2 separate regions of the Rattus norvegicus genome follow, and region 1 is linked to region 2. The links are chromatin contacts, called in public Hi-C maps. All regions are on one chromosome and are shown on one strand. The core of a region is the stretch at or near the end of the contact, and the rest is flanking DNA. Distances in the headings are between cores, read along the strand shown.

Region 1 (2,865 bases), core at 167-2,666, 290 kb before region 2:
AAAAGGAACAGGAGTGGACTGGGAAGGCATTCTGGCTGAAAGCAAAAAGGGGGAGCCCAGATGCTGGATATTTTTCTGAGCAGCCTAAGAAGCCGAGGTTAGATTGCTGCTATAACAGGCCATGAGAAGATGGCACCATCTCTTCAACCCACATTTGTTCCCAAAGGCATGGCTCACCTCTAGCTCTGAGTGAAGCTGCAGACCCAGAGGCCAGCCAGAGTAGAGAAAGCCCTGCCACATGCCCATTCTACTTCTCTGGAGCTAGAAGGATGACCCCATACCAACCCTAAGCTGGTACCTCTAATTGGTGGCTCCATGGCTACTCCCCAGTCATCAGCTGTGACTCAGTGGCCCTCACTTGCCAGTCCATTCTCCTTTCCAACTCCATACCCTAGGCCTCAGATCTCCTAAGCATCATCTCCCAGCTCCTCCTCCCATCCCCCACTCCCAGCTAGCCCGAAGCTAAACCTCTACATCTTTCCTGGAGGGCTGCCCTCCAGGTGGAGATCCCAGAGACCAAGTCCCTCCCTAAACCCAAGGTAGGCCCCTCCCACTCTCCCAAAAGCAGGAAGTAGAAAGCTGCAACAGTCACACGAGGAGTGGATCAACACAGTAGGCAGTGACGCTGTTGTTGACATCCACATCCGGGGGAGATCTCCTCCCCTTATGCACAGGATCATCGGGGTGAGGAGGTCAGCACATATCTTTCCACAGGTGCCCCTGGAAGGGGTCTTAACACCCTCAAAGCCTCCCCTGAACCACCCTAGTTCCAACTCACTGCCCAGCTCTCCACGTTTCTCTGCCCCCCTCCCAAACTCTCGGGAATCCCCTTACCCAACCAGCTCCCCCAAACTCCGCATGATGATGGTGACATTCTTTTGATAAGTGACATCTCACTTCCTAATGTGTCCCTCCCCTAGAGAGGTGAAGACAGGGACTCCTAGCTTCTGGCTAAGAGGTGAAGGACCAGCCAGGGGGCCTGGCGAAGGCTGTCGGGGACCCACTGGTCTCTCCAAGCACAGTGTCTGTCCTCCAGCCCAAATCTTCCGCGAGGACCCTTTGGTGGCCCGTGCTCCCTCTCTCCGCACAATCCCGCCTCTGCTGTGCCTCCTCACCCAGGTTTCCAGGTGAATATCCCGCAGGACAACGCTGCCCTTGTACAGATCCAGGCTGAGCTGGTCCAGGCTGAGGTGCTCCTGAAAGAAGTGACCCAAGTAGTGCTGTAGCAGGTAGCGGCAGACACGCTCTTTCACACAGTTCGACCATGGCCACAGCCATCGTGACATCTCGGGGACCGCCGGGCCCGGGCCGCTTCCGCTGGCCGACAGCCGGCGATCTCCGTCCGGCTGCGCTGTTCACTAGAGCCCCCGGTTCGCCCCGCCGCTTCTCTCAGCGCCAGGCCGCGCCCCCGGACGCCCAACCACGCCCCCACGCTCACTGCCATTGGTCATTGAGAAGGGCGAGGCCCACTGATTGGCCGTGGGAGGCGGAGCCTTAAGGAGCGAAAAAGGGACTGGACTCTTTGCGAGATGAAAAGCTCCCAATCGTAGTTTACGCTTGCGCATAAATTCTGAGTGGGAGGACCTTTAACCTCCTTGTTACAAGCTGCGGGAAGGCTGTAACCGTAGGGCGACAGTCGGGCCAGGAAGAGTGCGCATGTGCCGATTTGTCCACCTTCTTTAGCTGATTGGGAAGAATTTAAAGGAACAGCGACCCACCTAACTTTGTAGACCGCTAATCAGAGGAGTAAAGTCAGTGCGAGTTTTGCAGACTGCATTTTGGCAACAAATACACATCTGCATTTTATAAACATTTTTTTTTGTGACAAGCTTTTCTGTATTCTGGCTGTTCTGAAACTCACTCTGTAGACCAGGCTGGCCTCAAACTCATCTTCCTCTGCCTCCCTAGTGATGGAATTTAAGGTTTGCATGCACTACCACGCCCAGCCCGATAAAACTTTTTTTTTTCCGGAGCTGGGGACCGAACCCAGGGCCTTGCGCTTGCTAGGCAAGCGCTCTACCACTGAGCTAAATCCCCAACCCTATAAACTTTTTTAGCCGTTTATCTTATCCATTCTTATTAACTCCCTAAGAGGCACTATTTGTTTCCACTTTTTCTTTTCCTTCCTTTCTTTCTTTCTTTCCTTCTTTCCTTCTTCTTCTTCTTCTTCTTCTTCTTCTTCTTCTTCTTCTTCTTCTTCTTCTTCTTCTTCTTCTTCTTCTTCTTCTTCTTCTTCTCCTCCTCCTCCTCCTCCTCCTCCTCCTCCTCCTCCTCCTCCTCCTCCTCCTCCTCCTCCTCCTCCTTCTTCCTCCTCCTTCTTCTTTTTTTTGTTTTTCCGAGACAAAGTTTCTCTGTGTAGTGCTGGCTGTCTTGGAATTCTCTGTAGACTAAGCTATCCTTGAATTGAGAGATGCATCTGCCTTTGCTTCTAAAAGCTGGGATTGAAGACAGATGTGTTCTCTCTCTCTCTCTCTCTCTCTCTCTCTCTCTCTCTCTCTCACATGAACTCGGGCTCGGACACACACACACACACACACACACACACACACACACACACATTTCTCTCCTTTTTAAAATTTCTGTCAGGTCCCCTTTTCCCAAAGTCTGGCATTTAGATCAAAGCCAGGATTCCCTTGGGGACATACACCAGACCAGTGAGTTCCAGACTAGCCTATAGTCTACAAAGCGAATTTCAGAACAGCAAGGTTACACAGAGAAACCTGTCCTGCGTTAGTGGGGGGATAGTTCCTACTTGCTAAGAGGAGCCATTCTCCTTATTTCTGGCAAAGACTTATGTCTTTCATCAAGTCTTTGGTGCCTATTGTCTGTCTGTCAAGGTATATGCTAACCTCTTGGGCTCCCTCA
Region 2 (2,815 bases), core at 316-2,815:
TCAAATAATGACATTGAAGCTATGAGCCACGATGCCCAGTTCAATCAGACTTTAAACACACACACACACACACACACACACACACACACACACACACACACACACACTTTGTTTTTGTTTTGTGATAGGGTTTCTCAGTGTGGCCCTGTTATTCTGGATTTCATTCTGTAGACCAGGCTAGTCTCAAACTCGGAGATCTGCCTGCCTCTGCCTCCCTAGTGCTGGGCTAAAGTCATGTTTTTTTTTTTAAAGATTTATTTATTTCTTGTATGTGAGTACACTGTACTGTCGCTGTCCTCAGACACACCAGAAGAGGGCGTCAGATCCCATTACGGATGGTTGTGAGCCACCATGTGGTTGCTGGGAATTGAACTCAGGACCTCTGGAAGAGCAGTCAGTGCTCTTAACCTCTGAGCCATCCCTCCAGCCCCTAAAGTCATGTTTTTTAATGGGTGTTATGAGTACCTGAGTGTAGTGTACCATGAGCATATAGGAGCCCATGGTGCCAGAAGGTGTCAGGTCCCCTGAAACTGGAGTAATAGGCAGCTCTGAGCCACCCCATGAGTCCTAGAACCAAACCCAAGTTCTTTGTGAGACTAGTAAGCGTAACTGCTAGGCCATCTCTTCTGTCCTACTTGGGGTTTCTTGTTTGTTTATTGAGACGGGGTCTCTCTGTATAGCCTTGGCTAGAGCTTGCAGAGATCTGCTTTAGCCTCCAAGCGCTGAAATTACAGGTGTGTGCTACCAGGACTAGTTTCAAACTGTTTTTCTTAAAGGCTCTGTCAGTCCTTCGTTCCATTCTTATGGTGTCACAGGTCACTTGACTTAAGCTAAATCAATGGAGATTTTTGGTTCGAAAAATTAGAAATATATCAGGAAAAGAATGCACGTCTCATTTTACTTTCTAAATACTACCCCTTCAGTGACCTGGACTCCAGTTGCCCACTTTGGAACCTCGACCTGGAAATTCTTATTAATCATCTCTTCACCCTGGATTCACCAAAACGTCACAGGCTCAAGAAAACAGGGCTATCCCCGTGACTGACAATCATAACAGCTATAATAGCCACATTGCCTACGGAAGCCTTAGATCAGGACAAACCAAGGTACAGCAGGATGGAGATCCTGAGGTGTAGGAGGAAGGAGCTAAGTACCCCTCGGGGGCCATGCCGGGCACAAGTTTCAGTCACTACAAGATACAGACGAACAGCGCCTCCTGGCCAAGAAAAAAAAGGGGGGGGAGGGGGGCCAACAGGCATCGCGGATCTTAGCAAAACAGGCGACTCCAGGAGCAGCTACAGTACGAGATCCGGACGCCAGCCACAGTACGAGATCCCGACGCTCAACTTACTTGCCCACTGACGCGCACAGGGCGCGTCCTACGCAGCCGCAATGGGAGGACCCGCGCGTGCGCGAGGAGGGCGGGGTTGAGCCGGACCTCGCGCAAGCGCGCGCTAGGCAAAGCGTTTGGCGGGTTTTTCCTGGCTGTAGCATTCGGAAGCAAGTTTTCTCTCCGGATCGAGACCTCTCGAGGGTTGTTGAAGTATTTCTCTGTGACCTGGTGGTTGGGGTCGTCTGAGGGCTTAGGCCAGGTGGTCTTGTGACCGGTCCCTGTCACCTTCCCACAAAGTGAAAGAATAAGCCTCTGCCGGGCAGATTTGAGCTGAAGTCGGAGCCCTGCGGCAGGCTCCCGGCATGGCCGTGTCCACCCAGCAGCTGGCGGAGGAGCTACAGATCTTCGGCCTGGACTGCGAGGACTCCCTGCTGGAGAAATGTGAGTCCCGACCCGAGGGGATCGCTTCCAAGTTACATATGCTCATGGGGTACCGCTTGGGTCCTGACGAAACAACAGGTGACATTGCCAATAGGAGGCACTGGAAACGTTTGCAGCTCACACCTAGTCATCTGTCGCTCAATGACTTTTCTCATCAGAGTTGTTTTTTTTTAAAGACAGAGTTTCTCTGTAACCCCAGAACTCATTATGTAGACTACTGTGCTGGCCTTGAACTCACAGAGATTGCCTGCCTCTGCTTCCCGAGTTGTTGGGATTAAAGATATGCACCACCATTCCGGTTCATCAGAGTTTTTAGTGGACTGTGCAAGTAGGGATCCCTTTAGGTGGACACCCTCACACAGACATACATGCAGGAAAAACACTAATGCACACAAAGTAATAACGAATAAATTATTTTTTAAAAAAGAAATTGAAATATTTTGAAGACTCTGTCCCTTGGTGCTGGAGAGATGGTCCCCGTGGTTAAGAGCACTTACTGCTCTTCCAGAGGACCAACATTCACTTCCTTGCTCCCAAGGGATCTGCAACTCCCATTCCAGAGGATCCTGTGCCCTCTTCTGGCCACCTCAGGCAGTGCATGCATGTTGTGCACTTAAATACAAGCAAAATACCCATGCATATAAAATAAAGTTTCGGTGTCTTTAGTCCCTATGAGGCTATGAAGTGTGTTCCTGATTTTTGTTGTGGCTGCTGTTGACAGCCGAAGGCAGGTCCACCGCAACTGGCAGGGGTATGTCTTCTGCTTAAAGTGCTTTGTTGATCCCACACCTGAATTCTCCCCTTCCTGATTACAGCAGGCCTCTTCAGAAGGGTACTTGATATCTTAAGTTTTCTTAAGTCCTTTCTGTAGCTTTTTTGTCCTCCCAAATTTAGCAACCTGCTGTTACTGGGATAACTGATGGCCTTTGTCTTGCCAAAGTCGGGGATAAATCCTAGTTCTTATTTTGAATCTGCCACAGTTCGTCGTCTTCTCTTCGATAAAACCTGTTCTTTTAAAGTTAGGTTTACTTATGTGAATGA

Evidence for each region. A called contact is a pair of places that touch in the nucleus more often than the background predicts.
Region 1: a Hi-C map of the A7r5 cell line shows a contact between it and region 2, with 2.3 times the contacts expected there. The contact joins the promoter of Atg2a here to the promoter of Pola2 in region 2. A contact is called at or near these places in 3 of 12 Hi-C or Micro-C datasets (the A7r5 cell line, kidney and mammary epithelial cells).

The regions. Positions count from the first base shown.
Region 1 is chr1:212,970,373-212,973,237 of GRCr8, reverse strand. It overlaps Atg2a (autophagy related 2A), which reads right to left and starts at 1,416. Exons shown (of 40, transcript NM_001109545.1): 1 at 1,116-1,416. The coding sequence starts at 1,286.
Region 2 is chr1:212,679,292-212,682,106 of GRCr8, reverse strand. Pola2 (DNA polymerase alpha 2, accessory subunit) reads left to right here and starts at 1,565. Exons shown (of 18, transcript NM_053480.2): 1 at 1,565-1,774. The coding sequence starts at 1,696.